Regions from separate parts of the Mus musculus genome. Here regions 2, 3, 4, 5, 6 and 7 are each linked to region 1. The links are chromatin contacts, called in public ChIA-PET, HiCAR-type and HiChIP or PLAC-seq maps. All regions are on one chromosome and are shown on one strand. The core of a region is the stretch at or near the end of the contact, and the rest is flanking DNA. Distances in the headings are between cores, read along the strand shown.

Evidence for each region. HiChIP or PLAC-seq counts read pairs in DNA pulled down with a chosen protein or histone mark. ChIA-PET counts read pairs in DNA pulled down with a chosen protein or histone mark. HiCAR-type assays count read pairs that join an accessible place to other places.
Region 2: a contact with region 1 is called in an RNA polymerase II ChIA-PET map of memory CD8 T cells, with 4 times the contacts expected there. The contact joins two enhancer-like sites.
Region 3: a contact with region 1 is called in an RNA polymerase II ChIA-PET map of memory CD8 T cells, with 296 read pairs. The contact joins two enhancer-like sites. A contact is called at or near these places in 1 of 15 datasets of contacts at CTCF or cohesin (CD8 T cells), 12 of 484 Hi-C or Micro-C datasets (B cells, CD4 T cells, CD8 T cells and 3 more) and 6 of 115 datasets of contacts at active chromatin or transcription factors (CD8 T cells, effector CD8 T cells, memory CD8 T cells and 1 more).
Region 4: a contact with region 1 is called in a CTCF HiChIP or PLAC-seq map of CD8 T cells, with 56 times the contacts expected there. The contact joins two enhancer-like sites. A contact is called at or near these places in 1 of 15 datasets of contacts at CTCF or cohesin (CD8 T cells), 3 of 484 Hi-C or Micro-C datasets (B cells, CD4 T cells and Th1 cells) and 2 of 115 datasets of contacts at active chromatin or transcription factors (CD8 T cells and pancreatic cancer cells).
Region 5: an RNA polymerase II ChIA-PET map of memory CD8 T cells shows a contact between it and region 1, with 70 read pairs. The contact joins two enhancer-like sites. A contact is called at or near these places in 5 of 484 Hi-C or Micro-C datasets (B cells, CD4 T cells, CD8 T cells and 1 more) and 4 of 115 datasets of contacts at active chromatin or transcription factors (CD8 T cells, extraembryonic endoderm stem cells, memory CD8 T cells and 1 more).
Region 6: a BATF HiChIP or PLAC-seq map of CD8 T cells shows a contact between it and region 1, with 18 read pairs. The contact joins two enhancer-like sites. A contact is called at or near these places in 1 of 15 datasets of contacts at CTCF or cohesin (CD8 T cells), 1 of 484 Hi-C or Micro-C datasets (liver) and 6 of 115 datasets of contacts at active chromatin or transcription factors (the 230-238 cell line, CD8 T cells, large pre-B cells and 2 more).
Region 7: a contact with region 1 is called in a HiCAR-type map of Th17 cells, with 3 times the contacts expected there. The contact joins two enhancer-like sites. A contact is called at or near these places in 2 of 484 Hi-C or Micro-C datasets (both in liver) and 3 of 115 datasets of contacts at active chromatin or transcription factors (the 230-238 cell line, Th17 cells and regulatory T cells).

What each region holds. Positions count from the first base shown.
Region 1 is chr15:62,168,181-62,170,876 of GRCm38.p6, reverse strand. All of the region lies in intron 1 of Pvt1 (Pvt1 oncogene), which reads right to left. Among named protein-coding and RNA genes, the nearest start is that of Pvt1, 130 kb to the right of the region's middle. Within about 2 kb of position 1,391, at least 65 of the 459 cell types and tissues checked have an H3K27ac peak or open chromatin away from gene starts, as enhancers often do. A contact at or near this core is called in B cells, CD8 T cells, Th1 cells and 4 more, where this site is marked.
Region 2 is chr15:63,122,009-63,124,704 of GRCm38.p6, reverse strand. All of the region lies in intron 3 of Gm30159 (a long non-coding RNA gene), which reads left to right. Among named protein-coding and RNA genes, the nearest start is that of Gm30159, 22 kb to the left of the region's middle. Within about 2 kb of position 1,379, at least 28 of the 459 cell types and tissues checked have an H3K27ac peak or open chromatin away from gene starts, as enhancers often do. A contact at or near this core is called in memory CD8 T cells, where this site is marked.
Region 3 is chr15:61,410,589-61,413,284 of GRCm38.p6, reverse strand. No RefSeq gene overlaps it. Among named protein-coding and RNA genes, the nearest start is that of Gm24696, 54 kb to the right of the region's middle. Within about 2 kb of position 1,319, at least 12 of the 459 cell types and tissues checked have an H3K27ac peak or open chromatin away from gene starts, as enhancers often do. A contact at or near this core is called in CD8 T cells, Th2 cells, memory CD8 T cells and 1 more, where this site is marked.
Region 4 is chr15:61,440,621-61,443,316 of GRCm38.p6, reverse strand. No RefSeq gene overlaps it. Among named protein-coding and RNA genes, the nearest start is that of Gm24696, 84 kb to the right of the region's middle. Within about 2 kb of position 1,331, at least 32 of the 459 cell types and tissues checked have an H3K27ac peak or open chromatin away from gene starts, as enhancers often do. A contact at or near this core is called in B cells, CD8 T cells and Th1 cells, where this site is marked.
Region 5 is chr15:61,539,695-61,542,390 of GRCm38.p6, reverse strand. No RefSeq gene overlaps it. Among named protein-coding and RNA genes, the nearest start is that of Gm24696, 180 kb to the right of the region's middle. Within about 2 kb of position 1,355, at least 70 of the 459 cell types and tissues checked have an H3K27ac peak or open chromatin away from gene starts, as enhancers often do. A contact at or near this core is called in B cells, CD8 T cells and memory CD8 T cells, where this site is marked.
Region 6 is chr15:62,779,625-62,782,320 of GRCm38.p6, reverse strand. No RefSeq gene overlaps it. Among named protein-coding and RNA genes, the nearest start is that of Gm22521, 12 kb to the left of the region's middle. Within about 2 kb of position 1,345, at least 12 of the 459 cell types and tissues checked have an H3K27ac peak or open chromatin away from gene starts, as enhancers often do. A contact at or near this core is called in CD8 T cells and regulatory T cells, where this site is marked.
Region 7 is chr15:62,751,512-62,754,207 of GRCm38.p6, reverse strand. No RefSeq gene overlaps it. Among named protein-coding and RNA genes, the nearest start is that of Gm22521, 40 kb to the left of the region's middle. Within about 2 kb of position 1,342, at least 17 of the 459 cell types and tissues checked have an H3K27ac peak or open chromatin away from gene starts, as enhancers often do. A contact at or near this core is called in Th17 cells and regulatory T cells, where this site is marked.

The DNA of each region.
Region 1 (2,696 bases), core at 142-2,641:
CCAAAGAAATGAACACATTACTGTGTGAGCCAGCACTGAGCACGAAGCAGTAATCAGTCCCACGCAGCATCATGTTTCTTCCCTGGCACACAGCAGTCACTCATTCCTTGCACATATTCCTGTTTTCAGAAGATAGATGGGCTAAATCTTACAGAGCTGTCCAACCTTTTGCTATTGCGATATGATAGTGTCATCTATGAAAGTAGTGAACTGCATTAACAGCTATCGTAAGACTCAAGTGGCCTATTGGCCACAGGTTAGACACACCTGGTTCCAAATGGCTAAACTAGTATCCTGGGTAACACCTAAGGGTGTCAAAGATTTGATCACTAATTGGTGAGGTCATATATCCTTGACTCCCCAGCACAGCTAAAAAAAAAAAAAAAAAGCCATCGAGGAAAAACACCCTCAAGAAATGCAACTCAGGCAGTGTGTGAAGCCTTTCCTCTGCACAGCGGTGACCTAAAGAGAATGGCAGGGACTGCTATCAGTCCCAGTTAGGGCTTAAGAAGCCAAGGCTCAGAAGAGCCATGAACAGAACATTGGGGCTCCACAGAGGAGAAGCTCGGAGGGGTAGGGGAAGGTATAGCTTCTACAAACTGGGAACTGGAAGACGGGATGCTCTCAGGTCAGTGAGGGCCACTATGATTCTATGGAGAAAGGCTATTTGTCCCAAGAACTCTGGTTTCTAAGCCAAGCTCCCTGAGCAGTAGGCACACATGGGGTCAGGGTAACATCATGTGCGAAGAATGGAGCAGATAACAGGTGTAAACATGGTCACTGGTGAAACTGAGGATTCGGTGAAGTGTGGGAGGAAGAAGGGTCCTAGAAGGTCGATGGTGCCGGTAGATTTCCCTGAACCATGAGAAGCCCGTCATCTCACTGTTGTCCACCTCAAACTTTCCTTTTCATACCTACCCTTGCATTCACCTTTCTTTTATAAGAACCTTCCTACCATAGGGGTGTCAAGTGATGAAGTCACCACCCAAAGTAGTTTCATTTCTCCAACCTCAAAACCCTCCTTTCCTGCCGCACACTCACAGCTTGTCACCCAGAACATCAAAGCCATTGCTTTCCGGAAAGCTTCTCTGATCACCTGGGTGACTTGTGGAGATAAAAACAACCTACCCCACACTAGAGATCATCTACTTCCTGCTATGTCTTGGTCAAGGCAAGAGCTGGAAAATGGGGCCAGAGTGTACCAACAAACACTTCCCAAAGAGTTGTAAGGTCCCAACCCAAAAGCACTTTCTACCAAGGGCTCTTGCCAAGGCAGACAGTTGTACCAAGCTATCTCTGTCTTTTTCAAATAGAAACTATAATGGTCTCATGTTCACTCTGTAGAGTCTCTACTTACTGAACTGTAATGACAGCTCATTTGCATACAGGAAAAGTAAGTCAAGCAGTTACACACACTCTGGGCTGTAGTTTTTGGTGACTCACAGAAGAAAGCGTATAGATTATTTCCATTCGGCTCCATCCTCCAATTACTTAAGTGATGGAAAGTCACAGAGCCAATGGGACCCCTGGGGAAGTTCCAAGCTACTGGGAATTCAAACAGTTAATGTAAGTTTAGCAGGGAGTTTCCCGTGGTGCACAGGTGCACCATCAGGTGGGCCGTGATGGAGAGTCCCACCCCTGAGACACCTCGCACCTCATCTCAAGAAATGATCTTCTAGAAAGACAAGGAAATACCGAGTCCCAGGGCCCATGATCCAGGAAGTCACATCTCCAGGTCTACTCTTCCAGGAAGCCAGTGTTGAACCTACCTCATATTATAAACTTCCTATTTGTAGCCATGGTGCACGACTCGTATAAGGAGCTCAGTAGTAGAACATTGTCCAAATAGTAACCACTTGCTGAATGAATAGTGCTTGGGTGAAAACATTCCCTAAATACTGATTGCTTATTTTGTGCTAGGTACCATGCATCCATCATTAAAAACAGTTGCTTGGTACAACCAACTGACACTCAGCTGCCAGCTTCTTTGGAGACAACTTTAGCTGAACAGGGTCAGACTCAAGTATCCTTCCAGGCAAAGCTACATTGTCACTGATCAACCGTCATGCCACCACAATTCAGGACAGTTCTCAAAGAGCATTCTAGTGTGGTCTATGCAGAGCTCTCTCTGAGGCTATGCTATGCTCAGACACCTTCACAGCTTGATGGCTCCTTCCAATCCTGATTCCTTCCATGCGTTTCACAATTGTTGATCCCAATGTACTCCAGAGTAAGCATCCTGCTTATTAACCTACACACTGATACCTGCCTCAGAGAAAAATTCAGCATGTAAGATGCAGGATCTCATGACCCATCTGTGGTGGCCCAGGCCTGTAACCCCAGCATTCAGGCAACTGAGATATGACGATTAGTAATTCAGGCTAGCCTGGGTTAGATGGAAAGTTACAGGCCAACGAGGGTAGTTTTTTATTTGTTTTTGTTTTGTTTTGTTTGTTTTTTTACTTTGTTTATTTGGGTTTTTGTTTTGTTTTGTTTTTAATGATGGATTCTCAAGGCTCTGTGTTATCACATAAAAGCTCTAGTAAGGCAGGTAACATCCCTATAGATGAGGAAACAATGCATCGACAAGAGTATGGGATTCAAGGCTCACAACTATGACTAATGAGCAGGAGCTATGAAAAAGGTTCAGATCTTCATGTTTGTTGCAGTGTGTGCCTAAGTCCTAGGCCATTAGA
Region 2 (2,696 bases), core at 130-2,629, 950 kb before region 1:
AAATTTTCCTGTAAATGTTACTTGTGATTTTTCTCTTTCTATATTAAATATTCCTTTTCCTTTCTGTTCCCATCTATTTGGTGTTTTCTCTTTTTATATCTGTATGGGTCTATGTTTTATTAACTTGAAGTTTTATTCTATTATATTCTTGATTATCTGGTCTGTACCATTAACCCAGCATTATTCTCTTTCATCTCTGTCTATAACCAAAGATTACTCCATTTGTGGTATCCCACAGTTCTTCATTTAATCTTTCTTTTCATACTTTGGACTATCCCTACTTCTGTACTTTAAGTATTGTTATTCTATATTCTTATTTTTCCTACTGAAAGATGTCTTTTCTGCATTTTAATTGAGTTACTGGGTTTTTCAATTTCATCTTCATTTCAGAGATGAAATGAACTCAGCTTGAATTCTCTTCAATATTTCTATATCATCCTTAAATTCAGTTTTCAAATCTTGAATTGTCTTCATCATTTCATTTAGCCACCTATTTCTGTTTTCTTGAAGAAGATTCAGGCATCTGGACCCTCAGAGACTGAACTATCCATAAAGCAAAGAACAAACATAGGCTGGACCTAGGCCCCTGTACATATGTAACAGGTGTACAGCTTGGTCTTCAGGCAGGTCCCTTAACAACTTGAGTGGGGGCTATCCCTGAATCCATTGCCTGCCTGGCTGCAGTTCCCATTTCCTCTAACTTGACCACCTTGTCTGGCCTTAATGGGACTGAATGTGCCTAGTACTGTAGTTACTTGATGTGCTGGGGAGGCGAGTAGGGAGGTATAGTGTGTGAGGAGTCAAGGAGGGAAGAATGGGGGGAGGATCTGCATGAGGGCATATTTGGAAGAGGAGAGCTGATATCAGTAAATAAATAAATAGACAAATAAAAAATAATATATTTAAAACAAGAAATTCAGACATTTATTTGTATCCATTTTAAGTTCATTAAGCTGTTTTCTCAAGTTATCTTTAGAATATTCAAATTCTTTGGTAAATTTCATGAATACTCTTTTAAATTCTCTGTCATGGGGTTCACCTAGGTAATTTTCACTGGAGAACGTTTCTAAAGGACTAATTGGACTCAAAGAGGACATGCATGCTTGTCCTTTTATGTAGTTTGTGTTTGGCCATGTTAGCTGGTCATGTGAATACCTATCTATGTTTGTGTGTGTGGTGTATGAGTCTATCCTGTATTAGACTAAGCTGGTACAGGAACTATGTGACTGAAGCTAGAGGAGGGACAGCTGCTGCATGAGCCTCTCAATTAGACCTAAGCCTATGAGTAGAGATGGCCCAGTGGCTTGGGGGAAGGCATCCAAAACTCACCAGGCATGCTGGAATTGTGACTGTCTTGAGCTTCCATGTGTCTTGTGCATGCTATCTCAATCGCTGTGAATTCCTATGTGCAACTATTTCCTGCTTGCCTTTTGCTGCTTTCTCTTTCGGTTTGGTTTCATGTAGAACTTTTCTGAGAAAATCATTTGCAGCACTCTACTTAATTGTCAACTTTACTGGATTCAGAATCACTATGGGAACAGACCACTTCATGTGACCATGGGGGAAAGGTCACATGAAGGTCCTGAAAGGTTTACAGAGAAACAACGTTGACCCAGTATATGGGTGACACCATTTAATGGCATAGGATCCAGGAGTGAGTAAAAGGGGAAAGTCTGTGGAACCCTGACCTTCTCTACTTTCTGACTGTCCACACAGCATAATTGGCTGCAAAATGTTCCTTATTTATTCTTTCTCCTCAGTTATAGACTGTACCCTTAAATTATAAGTCTTAATAAGCTCTCTCTTAAGTTACACATCTTTGTTATTTTGTCATGGTAATTAATACAGGTTCAACCCAGCATGTGTGCAATGTTTATAACGGCATGAGCATATTCTTCCTGTTCATCTTTGGCATTAACTGGATGATCTTCCACCCATTCATGTCTGCTTTCAACTTGACTATGGCCCAAGTTTGTTATAGTTGCTGAGACTTCACTTATTTTCCCTGTCTAATAACTTAACTTGATGCAGGATGTCTTCTATTTTCCTTGAGGGCAGAATATATACAAACAGTGATCTCTTCTTTCTATAAGAATCATATTTATTGGCATGACTGGGTTATTATAATAAAACTCCAATAATCTAAAGCATAGTTTCATGAAATGTTTATAAATAGCTATTAAATGTAAACACTGTACTAATTGCTGAAATCATAGTCCTTAAACACATGTATTCATTTTCCCACTTCAGATCTCTCAGACAATCGGAGCCAATTAAAAACCTAAACCAAATTAGGAGCTTTCAAGTGACAGAGATTTGCATGTGACTTGCCCTCCACATCATAAACACTTTTCAGGCTCTAAATATGTGCAGTCTGTGCAAGTATGGTGACCATAGCATCTCTGAGCCCTAATTTCATTTATAAAGCAAATACAAATCTAACTATCCCTAAAGTCATTTGGATTAAGTTATAGTTTCTATGAAGTTCTTGGCTGTTATCAAATCCTCAACAAACAACCCCTTTTTGAATTTCCACTCCCCAACACTTGGCCTACTCATCCTAGCTTCCTGAGTTTCAGTTACATCAGAAAATGAGAGGAGCTCATAAATGAGGAAAACCTCTACACTTTTATCTCATCTGATTTTTACCTATCAAGAATAATTCATAGTTCTACTAATCCATGTTTTTCTAAAGT
Region 3 (2,696 bases), core at 70-2,569, 760 kb after region 1:
AGAGATGATGCATCCATAGCAGAGATGACTCAAATATTAGATTTGCTTTCTGAGTCCATTATGAGATGATAAGAAATTCTTGAAGGATAGAATTGTTGGAGATAGAAGGAAAAGAACTTGGAATAGAACTTTCTTGGAATAAGACACTACTTCTAGTTCTGAAGTCTTAGATCCTTCCAATATGTCTATGAAAACCCAGAGGACTATGATTGTTTCTCATCTTTAGGATTTTGTGTTTGTATTTCAAATGACCTCTACAGTTTTTATGCTCTATGAAGAATTCTCTTGCCCTTAACATGTACTGGATGGACTGCAGAACTGAGTTCATTATTATGCCATCACATTTGAACATGGAGACCATTATTCCTAGGCCCCATTGTTCATTATGCTAAATGGATCAATCCACAGCAATAGCATCTGGGAGCCTGTTAGAAATTCTAAATGCTGGGGGTATCTCTTGACTAATGCATCAGGATATGATTTTAAAAGATCCCGAGATCATTCTGACATACATAGAAAAGTTTGAGAAGCCTGAGTATAGAGAAATGGTTCATGGAAGACAATAGGCAGATTCATCACTTGGGCTAGAGAGAGATGCAAGTACCTACTTCTCTCCTACCTGGACCTACAACAGGAAGAACTTGCTAACCTAATTTGTTTGACTTTAGAACAGGGACTAAATTGCCAGAATGAAGACAAGAGTGATTCACATGAGTTAAAGTTTCCCAGCAATGTTAACTCATCCTGTCTTTACATGAATCTGAGAATCCATGATTTTTTGAATTCTTCACCATCGTAACCCTTTCCTTGGTCCTGCCCAGCTGAGTATTCAGGCTGAGCATTAGAGGAGATGACCCATTCTTTTCCCTCTAGTCTCCATTATTTTTTAGTAAACATCCATATCTATAGAGAAGTGAGTTTTCTGCATTTGTGTGTAATATCTTCTCTACTCTTTCCATTTACCTTCTGTAGTTTGATGATAAAATTGGGGAATAGGATTGATGAGGCCTTCCAGTCTATTAAAGAGGCCCTGTGACTTCACCTGCTTTACTGACTTAATAGCAGCAACACAGTTCAAGGAAATATAGACACTGTTTTTTTTCCTTTTTAAATTATTGTTCTATGTTCATATGGAGCCACAAAAGTGTAGTGGGAGTCATTGCTGCAATCTGCATTTCTTACTAGAGTCCCACATTGAAAGATATTTTGGTGCCTTTAGGTATTTATAGAACGTTGACTTATTTTCCACACAGACCATGCTCCCTGGAGCATGGCCCCTGTGTCAGAGAACTCTAAAGGAGAACGTTGAGTAGGTAGGCCACCACAATACCACAGACACTTCCCCAGGTGTGTGAACTGAAGAGGCTTCTGCACATAAGAGTTTTTGTTTCAAATCAGAATAATATTTTGCTTTCCATGGGATTAATGAGAAGGTTGTATTAACAAATGTGTAGGCCATGTACTTCTTGAAACACTAAGATAGATGTTTCGGTTGTTAAACTCTTAGTTGAATTTTAAGAATAATATAGAAATAATAATACATTTTGAACAAAAAAGAATCAGAAGTCTTAAGTGATTTCTCAAAAATGCCACAATCTATCAGTGCTGGATCTTGGGCTGGAAACACGGGGCCTCTTTTTCTTTTCATCTGCTTTTCTTGCATACAAAGCAGACGCACCTTTTTTTTTTTTTTTAAATGTTCTCTGACATTTGAACGATATCCCCTCTATCCTCCATTTATTTTCCAGCTTAACATCAATCCATCTCAGGTTCAGTCTCTTGGAACCTAATGCTTCACTCACATCATTATGGATCAGCTTCTTGCAGAGTTGGAGGTGAGGCAGCATCCAGAGTTGAAGCAGTTGTTTACCATTTGTATTTCAGGTGGATCAGCAAAATGGGACATCGAAGTTGAACCAAAGTCATAATAAAACATCCTGAGGTACATAAACACTCTGTAATAGACTAATACAGTTCCTCCAGGCACCAACAGAAACCTTGACTACTTCCCTTGACTACTTCAGTCAAATCTTCTGATAAAACCAAACCCAACTTGGAAACGTCCATGTATACAATGGACATGGCTGTTTCCAGAGAAGACTGCCCTTCAGGAGCTGCATGGAGCTACTTGAGTGCACTAAACACTGTCTAAAGCTGATTATCAAGAGAAGCATGATAAAAATCAGAAGCTCAAACATTCGGGAATGAGGTATACCTGACATGTCCTAAAGGTCTATCTTTTAAACTCAGGAAAGGTCTCTTGAAACTTTCAGATCCTCCTTCACTGAATCAACTCTTAGACTACTCAAAACTGGAGTGTTAACCTCTTTTTTTCCAAGATGACTGCCCTAGGTAGCAAATAACCTTGTCTCATATTTGCAGAGTTTTTTCACTGTACCATTTAAAACCTCTCCCCGGTGGCCAGTGTGTGACCCAATCCTGAATTCATTCATTCTTCTAGTAATTCTGTAATTTAAAATGTTTGAATACCTTACACTATCTTTTATAAATTAGATTCCAGTTTTCAGAAGGAACACAATGTTGAAGAACACTTGTTTATAAATCTATAGATTTCTAAGAGTTGATAATCTTTTACTCACAAGTATCAAATATTTCTTAAGTAAATTTTCTGTCAAATGCAAGGATGTATGGGGGAAAATTAAAGAAAAATAATTGGAAAAAGAATAGTGTGGTGC
Region 4 (2,696 bases), core at 82-2,581, 730 kb after region 1:
ACATAGCCGCAAGTTGTGCCTAATCTGTCTGATCCTATATCTTGGAAGAATAAAAATAACACACTTGGCTGAAGTAATAAATTAGCTAAATGCAGTATTGCAACTGAAAGATACTAAGTAAACTTAATCCATACTAACTTATTACTAGACTTCTTTGGCTAGTAAGTTGTTGGAAATCTGAATTTGACTGTCTACACCACAGACCCTATTGGTCCCTATTCCCCACAAAGCTCCTGGCTTCTTTACATATTCCCGTAAACTGCCTGTCTCTGACCAGGTAACTTAACAAAGAGCCACAGGATGGGAAGTCTTAAGTAAGCAAAGCTCATTAAAACTTATGTTTACCCAATAAAATGTTATCAGTCAAAGGTTTGAAATAAAAGTGAGGGGAAAAAAAAAAGCAGAAAGAAGGTTAAGCTGAAAGTGACATTTAGGAGCTTCTGTAAGCAGAGAAACAGGAAGTCAGAGGACTCACATTCCATCCAGATGAGAGGAGCACAGGAAGTGGGAACAGACAGTGGGAAAGATAATGGGTTCCACTCCTGCCTTCTGCTTGGAGCTGGGCCTGAGCTGAGAATGGTGAGGAGGGCCATCTGGCCTGAGTAAGTGAAGGATAAGAGGGCTGAGAGCCTTGAGCATCCTGTGTTTAGCTTCCCATCACCTAAAACATCCTGGTCCTTATCAAGTTAGACCTGTAGATCAAAGTAGAGGCAATTCAGTGTCCTTGTTTGGATGGAGAAAGGAAAATTTTTCCACATGGGAATCAGGAATAAACTGTTAAAGAACAGATATGCTATAAATGAAGGTAAAAAAAGACATAATGTGGTATTGGATATCTGATATTATACATATAGAAAATAGTTTTAAGTCTTTCTATTGAAGAATGGCAAATAGTGGCCCACAGGCCAACTCTACCTTTGTCATCTGCTTGTAAATGCAGTAGAGTCACTCTCAGTCTCATGCACCAGTTACAGAGCATTTCATGCTAGAATAACAGGACTGAAATCTATCATGGAAGACAACAGGTCTCAGAGACTAAGACATCTGTCATCTAGCTTACTAGAGAAAAAGAAAATCTGCTGACTTGGCTGTAATGGCAAAATACTTATGATAACTTTGTAATTGCAGAATCATAATTTTAAAATGTGATCTTTATTGCCTATTTTCTTTGTTGCTATGTTTTAGTTTTGTGTTGGGTCAAAAAGGAGTATTTAAAAATATCTGGCTACAGATGAAAATGGGTGCAGCATTTTCGTTTCACTCTGTTCTGGGTACAGGTATGCAAAGTGAGTCATTTTGCTTTCATTTCTCTGAATTAGGAAGTTCTAAAGTCCCAGGGGTAATGATCTGCTACAGCTTTGAAGCAGGCCCTTCGAAGGTGGGTGTGTAGCTGGGGAATCCCTGTGTTTTCCGCAGCTTCTGGAGGCTTGACCAAAGTACACATGACATGTCCCTTACACACAAGTGGAGGGGCAATGTGAAGCAATGGAAAAAAAAGATTCATTTCCATGGGCAGTGATCTGAAGTTCACTACTAGAGATACCTTTTGAACGCTGAAAGGATGCATAACCTCTCTGAACCATAGTTTCCTAGTCTTCTAAACATGAATTAAAAACCATCACCTATTGTTAGTCAGAGCTATCTCAGACATCCTCCTGACATTCGTTCCAGCTCCCTGCTCAGTAATCTGATAGTTTATGCACCTTGCTCAGTTCCTCACTGCCTGAAAGACCATGGTTCTCATAAAATCAACCCTGCAGTTCACTGTTACCTGGGCTTTTTCCAAACTCACTTCTAGATATTACAAGCCACGGAGAAGAGGGCTCTTCTCTCCTTCATGGGCTTCTTAGCCCACTTGATAGCTTATGAGAACTCTATCTCCAACGGAGATGCTACCTCTGCCTCTTCTATCCCTGAAACTCTTATTCCCTGATTTTAATGTTTTGCAGTACATGCCCTGTAACATGCACCATTTCAGGGGTTGTTCGAAGACATTTGGTCTCTATGGGAAAGAAACACAAATCGGTTTGCTATGCTTCAGCTACCAAGAAAATGTCCTAAAATAGCTAAAAACAAAAGTCAGTTCACCAGAAGAAAAATTCAAATAGATATTTTTCCCTCTAGTTCATTTTTTCTAGTTTCTGTTTTCAGTGGGGTTTTCATGGTGGGAAACATTGAACCCCAAGAGGTGATCATTTTGAGACAACAAAAGTAGGGACACCTACAGATCTTTTCATGTAATAATTTTCCAGCTAGGTACAGGCAGCCTCCTTTTTATGATTAACATTGTTTTTCCATGTCATGGGACAAATCATTTCTCTGGAAGAACATAATGTGGCAGGTAAGAAAGTGGAATCTCTATAACCTTCATAGAGAAAATGAAAAAGAAAGGAATCTCAAATTGACTCAAATCTCAAATGACTGCATTTTCTTCTTCAAACATGTTTTGATAGGCAACTTTGGTATTCATTACCTGACTGCCTGAAACTTGCTTCTTAAGATCCCATGATACCTGGAACCCAAAGACTTTTCCTTAGGAGAGTCTAAGTAGCTGACCCTTGTCATATCAGCACTTGAGAGGCTGAGGCCAGATAATCACCCAGAATTCAAAGCCATCTTGGGATACATAGAGAGTCCCAGAGGTCAATCTAGTTTTAAAACTCACAAAAATAAAACAAAGCAAAACAAAACAAGAT
Region 5 (2,696 bases), core at 106-2,605, 630 kb after region 1:
GTGTGTGTGTGTGTGTGTGTGTGTGTGTGTGTGTGTGTGTGTAACTGAGACTTGTTTGCCTAATACAGAGAAAGTCATTTGGCCCCACTTGCCTGAAACAGCAAAAGGAGGCCATGATATTTGCTGAGAAGCCACACATTCCCAACCCTATTTCGATCCAGAAACTTGCCTTTTTCCAACTGACAACATGAAGTTTTAAGACTGGTGTCGGTCGTGTGACTTCAGATAATGGCTCTATATTTAGGAGTTTTGTTCCAAATATAATCGTATTCCGATGGCCAGTGAGAGTTTATTTATTTATGAAAATGAGGACCCAGCACCTTTTGAAATCAATCCCTTTATGCAGTAGCCTGTATGTGCCCATACACATCACCCTGAAAAATAACCCCAGAGAGGCTGTTTCACCAGGAAAAGTCATAGGCTGAGATGGTTAATTTCAAAGCAGCATTTATTTTCTGCTAGTTTAGAACATGTGTCCCTCAGGAGTAGCTTTCTGCCTGCAGCAGAAATGCTGATGTGCGGATTGTGTAATGTCAGCCCTCCTGTGTACCCCACTCTGTGTGTCATTCCTCACAGCAGGAGGCAACCAGCCCTCCCCTCACCATTCGCTGCCTTGCTCGATTCTGAGAACCGAAAATTATTTCTGCCAAGAGTGGAATGAAATATACATAGGACATATTCCCAAGTAGATAAGTTTATTTCTGAGGTACAGCATGGGAGAAAAACAGTGATGAGATTTTCTTCCTTCCTTCCTTCCTCCCTTCCTTCCTCCCTTCCTCCCTTTCTTTCTTTCTTTCTTTCTTTCTTTCTTTCTTTCTTTCTTTCTTTCTTTCTTTCTTTCTTTCTTTCTTCCTTCCTTCCTTCCTTCCTTCCTTCCTTTCTTTCTTTCTTTCTCTCTCTCTCTCTCTCTCTCTCTTTCTCTCTCTCTCTTTCTTTCTTTCTTTCTTTCTTTCTTTCAAGAAAGGAAGAAAGGCCTTTTTCCCCATCCCCCACTCTGAACGCCTTCCTGTCTATGTTTATGTTTGCTGGAGGCCTCTTTTAGCCAACCTTACTTCCTGGGCTGCTTTGAGAGACAGGAGAGAAGGGAGCTTAGCAAATGTTTCCGTGTTTGCTTTTTAAGCAAACTCAGGTAAAAGGGGGGCCCCATTCACACCAGTCCAACACAGCTTGTGGTGGCTGCATGGAGAAGAAATGAAACCCCAGAATGTCGCAGTCCTCACGACCTGCTATCTGCCCTTCTGATCAGAATGTGACTCCTGATTGATTTTGAGGAAAATTCTTAAAGGCTTGAGCTATTTGCAGCCTTCCTTTTCTCACAGAGTTTGCTCAAGGGTATCTGGTCACATGACTTCTGATTCACGCTCTGCTCCTACTTCCTCTTTCTCAGGTGCCGAACCTCAGAGGGCTCATGACTGTCATATCCCTAAACAGGGATATTCCAACAGGCCAACACCTGTTAGTGAAGTCCTTCCCACCCGTTAGGCCAGAGAGGAGCAGAAAGCACAGAGCAAAGCTTGTCCTTGCCTTTCATCCTGCTCCAGATACGTGCATGCCCACTCCAACCAACATAGGGCAAGTCACAAGACACGTGGCCAAGAGCTTTCAGTATGGGCTTGCGACTTTACCTCCCTAGGGTTCAGGTTTTGTCTACTTATTAAATGGACTAAATACCTCGCTCTTGTTATTTTCTATTTTACAGGGCTGACACGTGAACTAAGTTACATAATGGTTGTGGATGGAGAATGCCTTGTATAAAACGTGCCCCACCCCTGCTAGAATCAGGTCTGAGAACAGTAGAATGGCAGGTTTTCACCCTAACACTTGCTTTGTATTAGGATCGCATAAAGCAGAGTGGAAACACACACACACACACACACACACACACACACACACACACACACACACACACAATATCCTGGTCTCATCTGCAGAGCTGTTTGGTTAGGTTTTAATATTTCTTAGTTGATTATTATAATTTTTGTATAGTCAAGTTTAGAAATTGGTGGTGAATAGGTTAGGAAGCCAGAGGACCAGGGGTCTCTTCTGGTGATCATCTGCTCTCTTCCTGCCTCCTGTATCTACTCAGTCTTGGTGTTGTGTAATTGTCTGCCTTCCCTGAAGGATCAGGAGTCTGAAAGTAGTGCTTGTTTTTCGTTTTGTTTTGTTTTGTTTTTTTGTTTTTTTGTTTTTTTTGAGACAGGGTTTCTCTGTATAGCCCTGGCTGTCCTGGAACTCACTTTGTAGCCCAGGCTGGCCTTGAACTCAGAAATCTGCCTGCCTCTGCCTCCCGAGTGCTGGGATTAAAGGCGTGGGCCACCACCATCCAGCCAGTGCTTGTTCTTTTACCATAGAATACTCCACAGCACCTAACAGCTCTGGTATCTTGGGACAGTAGAGTTTATCTCAGGATGTTGTCCAAATGGACGGTGTTGGGTCTTTGACAAGGACTTATTTTGAGTCTACTACTAATTTATTGGCATGTCTAAGACCCTAATTTTGTCTTACTCATTCCAAAGATCTTTTGTTGAGAGATTTGAAAGCTTTAGGGATTCAAGTATTTGCATAGCATTGTGCTTAGATTCTGGATCCAGTTCAGTGGGGGACCAGATTTGTATAACCAGAACACACTAGTTTAGTTAATGCTTCTTACATTTTAACAAACTCACCGAGTTACCTAAGGATCTTCTTAAAGGGTA
Region 6 (2,696 bases), core at 96-2,595, 610 kb before region 1:
AATGCAAGAGTTTGCTCCATTTTTAGTTTCCATTTACCCTTTATCAGGGACAAGAGAGCGGTATTTCCAGATTCATTTTCACTAAGAAGCAGCATGGGAGAGTCATTTTATAGCTATGTACTTGAACCAAAATACATAAGGAGCTGGAATACCTACACTATTCTTTGAAAGAAAGTGCCCAACCCATGGCAGATGATGATGGTGATGACAATGACAATGATGATGACAATGATCGTGACAATGACAAGAACACTTTTTTGTGTGAAATTACTGAGAACAAGAATTGTATTTCACCAATAACAAGAAGTAATTAGCCCGAATCATGTCTAAAATATTGTGGTACATACATTTCTAAGGCTAGGAGAGTAGACTAAATTATCCAGAAAAAAAAAAATACCTGAAGAGAAAACATTTCCAACTTCAAAAAAAAAAAATGTCAAATGAAATTGAGAGTCATATAGATCCTGAAGATATATTTTGTATATTAATGGACAGATACAGTGAGAAACATAAACTTTAGTATCTCCATTAGGTTCTGGTGCCAAGATCATACTTTCGATTTTTTTAACCTATTAGTCACTTTTCTAAACATGAAAAAGTGGTGTTCTTATATACCTTAGGACTTTAATATGCTAATATACTTTAAGTCTTCCATCCCCACCCTACCACCTGCCATACTGTCAAAGGCTTCTAAAGGTACTGCCATCCAGCATTTATATAAAGAGTATTCTGGGGTCCCCTCTTCAGTCGAAGAACATCCTAAATCACAGATACAGCATCATTTTTTTAAAGGCAGCATGGAGGTGTCTTTATAAACCATAAACTTGTTTTGATGGCTTCTATCGCCAGAGGAGGATAAAGGAAAACGGGTGTTGGGAATATTAAGATTTAAAAGCTCAGTACTTTACTCCCCCCCCCCTTGTCAAAACTGAGTTTTATTAGCAGATGAGCTTTGAAGTATCTCAAGGGGAGAGCAGTAGTAATGGAGGCTGAACAAGAAAAACAAATGCATTTCCCAGGTTTCATCTGAGTGGATATGTCCCCAACATACACAAGTACTAAATAGCAAGTAGTCATGCATCACCATACATATTTTGGAATCCTTTTATTTTGAGAGCAAAACAGGTGTTTAGAATAATCACTAGCTCAAAGGCCTGGAAATGGGAGAAAGCCACAGTTTCACTGCTTTGAAAAAAAAAATCAATTGCTCAGAGGGGGAAAATAGCAGATTAAAATTTTATGCCATAATTTTACAATTGATCATCAGTGCCACGGAGAGCATACTATGAAGTTTATTTTCCAACCACTGGAAAAATGAGATGTGTCTTGAAAGATGGTATTTTTAGCATAAGTGACTGTGTGGTTAAATATAGATTTTTGTTTCACTTTCTTCCAACTGTGAATGTGATTGTGTTCATATGCTTGGGAAATTTGCATATAATGTATGCTATTTGTATCATAGCCAAATCACTTGAATTTAAGCTACACTGCTGGCTGAAATGGAAATGTAGCCCACAGAGATAAATATACTTATCATTCATTTCTTAAGGCTCAAAACCCAAAAGAATATCTTCCATAATTTGTGAATTCACCCATCTGGCAAATTTGCCAATAATTATCTAGTTCTTCCTTCTAGAAAAGCCAGCCACTGGATAAGGAGCAATAATTGTGGTCTGCAGCTTGTGAGAAAACAGAAGATTAAATCCAAAATGTTTGTGACTGCCTATAATATTTCTGAGAAAGTCTGATCTAAAACAAAACAAAACTGATTTATTCATCAAATTTCAGTAGTAATAAAGCCGTATCCACAGCCAGAGCCAGAGCCATATCCACAGCCAGAGCCAGAGCCATATCCACAGCCATAGCCAGAGCCATATCCACAGCCATAGCCATATCTTGAGCTGTATCCACAGCCTCACACACTGTAAAGTTCACCCTTGCAATAGAAATCATTTACTTTTACAGTTAATTAATTTATAGTTATTTTTACTATATTCACAAGTTTGAATTATCACCTTTATCCAACTATAGCCATTTTCATCATCTTAAAATGTATAGCTGACAATGAAAATTAATATGGAGGTTCTTAAAACAATAAAAAAGAAAATATCCATAGTTCTCAAAAGAATATACTCAAAAAGTAATATGAACTTCCTATAAGGATATCTTCATGCCCATGTGTCTTTATGCACTATCTACATCAGATCTGTAGAATCTGCCCAGTTACCCACTTGCAGATGAACTGATACAGAAAACATGGTGCATATGCCCAATAAAGCTTTGCTCAGCTGCTGAGGATAACGAAGCCCTATCATTTTTAGGAATGGAGATCATTATGTTAAGTGAGATAGGAAGTCCATAAAATAGACGTATCACGTGGTTCTTCCCATGTGTAGCCTCTGGGAGAGGAAAAGGGCCATGGTAATATAAAGGAGGAGGTGCTGTCAGAGATGTGGAAGTAGAAATAAGGTAAGGGAGTAATGAAGTGTAATGGGAGGGGAAAGTAGTTAAGACTAAAATAGAGCATACATATATGGAGATGTTAAGATTAAGTGCCATACTTAATATAATGAAAATTAAGGCCAGGGTTGGAAGCCACTCAATTGATAAGCATATTTGTCTAGGTGCATGAAGCCCTACGTCCTGTTCCCAATATTGCATAAGTTGGCGTGGTGGTGCTTGACTGTAATCCATGT
Region 7 (2,696 bases), core at 93-2,592, 580 kb before region 1:
GACCTTGCAGGCATAATTAAGCATCTTTTCTACTTTATTCTCATGATTACCCAGGGGTCTTAAAGAAATAGCCCTTGATAAGGAGTTGACAAATATTTTTAAAATGAGAAAATTATAATTTAAATATTAAAGCTTGGCCACTCTGGATTCCCCATTTCAGTATAAAGAAAAAAAGATGAATACTAGAACTGGCTTAAAAGACTATAGTCTCTCCCATAGGAGCATTCTCTCTTCTCTTATACAACGTACACTCCTCACTTTGACTTCTCTGTGGGTTTATGAACCCTGTAAAAACACTTTGTTCCCACTATTACTGGGATCCTAGTATCGTGCATTATGGTTGGTTTGACAGATGTCTGGTTGGGACAATTCATTTCTGTATCTGGAACTCTTCTCATTTACTTGATCTACAGTAAATGTTCAACACAGCTTTGCAACAAAAATAAATTCAGGCTTGTCAATCTTGTTTTTAACTTATTTCTTCTAACAGACAGGCTTTCCTCAAAGGTTGTATTCAGGCAGACATACTGTCCAAAACAATGTGTAATTGCTTTGAGCCTTTCTGAGAATAAAGGAAAGAAATAGATTAAAATCAAGCATAAGAAGCACTAAGCCAGCGTATATTGCATTAGCATAAATATGAATATGAATATATATTAAAATTGATCATAACACTGAGCATGTTCATGAATTGATAAAGGATTCAAATTATTGAATTGAATCTCTGCCATCATCCCAAATGTTTAGGAAATATGAGAGATATGTTAGGTTTAAAAAATGCATCTCATAGCACCAAGTACTAAAGTATGAAGAGGAGTCACTTATTTCCAGAAAACTGTGGTTTTTACTGTAAATTTTGGATATATGAAAACTCACCCCATCTGAAAATTTCTAAGTGCTGCTATAATTCTATGGAAATTGAGAATCATTCATTGTCTCTTACTTTTAGGATCATTTATGAGAATTCATTAAGCATTTGGAATTTTTAAAGATGATACAGCTTCATAAAAGAAAAAGAAAGTTCTTAACAGATTGGAAATACCTAGAAACTAGTCCCACACTAACAAGTATTCGCATGACAGCTATCTGTGTCAAACTGTCCCTTCCCTTACTTCCTACTTCTTTTTCTTTTAACCCGCCATTATCCAGTCTTCACCTTGCAGGGCTGCATCAGGTTCCTGATGCTAAATCTTGCCCTTTTGCTATTGACACTAACAGGATCCTGCATGCAGGTTGTTTACATACTGTGAGACCCAAACACTGCTATAGAGACCACTCCAGTGTGGTAGACTATCTGTCAGACAGGAAGTGATAGGATCTCATTCAGAGCTCTCTTCCATGCAACTTAACCTAGTTTCATGCTGATAGCTCTGAAGGTTTGCTACTGCTTACCCACAGCACCCTGCCTATTCTGAAGTCAGGCACATCATGATAACTAAGAAATCTTGAGGAGGGCACAGAGGCCATGTTCAAGTTCATATTGTAGCTAACCCCAGGAGGATTGTCAGACATGGCTCGGTATTTGAAATGTGAATCTGATAGCAATGTAAAGATAGAAGCAGAATGAATGGTAGAGGTATGCTGCATACAGTCTGTGGGTCTACTCACTTCTTCTATGGCAGAAAAGCACCCTTAAAAATATTTGAAAGTCTGAGCTAAGACGAAGGGTAGGGGAGAGTGTGTATGCAAGCCAAACATGAGAAAAGATGAGATTAAAGGAAAGTAGGAAGTGGGAGTAAGAGGGAGTAAGAGTAACAACAACAGTAGCTATGTTGAGTGAGTTCTGAGAAAAAGGTGTAATGCAAACAGCCTTCAATGCAAATCTCTCTTCTAACCATGTCCACAAACCCATGTCTTCTTATTAATCTCATTTTCATTTTATTAGTGATAAATTTAAAGCCTACATTGGTCTTGAGCTTATTTTAACTTATACAACTATTAAATGATAGAGTCTGGTTATAAACTCATTCTTCTCCAGTTTTTTATTCTATAGTCCTAAGCACAGGGAAACAACTTTTTCTTTTAGAAAAGGGCTATCTACATATCACATAGGCACATGCACACGCAAACTCACAAACACACACACATGTGCGCGCATATGCACAGTTGTCCAGGATAGCTTCAAAGCCGTCCTCTACATACCCCCATCAACATCTTTCATTCCATGCTTTAGTTTTGTATGACTTAAGGCATGAGAAGAGCTGAGTCAACATGGGCTTTTGTGATAATACTTTGGTGGCCTACCAAATACAGGTGTTTCCATTTTCTTCTTGGTAGAATGGACATAGTATTTTTTTTAAAGGTTAATGCATCATTAAGCCTGAGGAAAGTAGAAAGCTAGATGACACTCCTACTTTGGAGGCCTTTGGGAACTAAATACAATGGCAGTGAATTGTAAAACAATATCAAGAATAAAACCTGTCGATCATTCATCTTTCTATATAGACACACATAGGCATGCACTTCACAAAGTTGTATGTATAAATATGTTCACACACAGACACATGGACTTTACTGTTTGTAAGTATATATTAGTGTAAACTCTATGCAAATCAGTGGTAAATGCAGTAGTTCCAATTCTGCTCACAATATAAGGAAACTTGTGAAAGTTCACAAGATTTTTTATGAGAATTCAAAAGAAAAACACCAGGGCAGGCAGGCTGTTAATCTGGGCATCAGCCTACAGGAGGAAGATG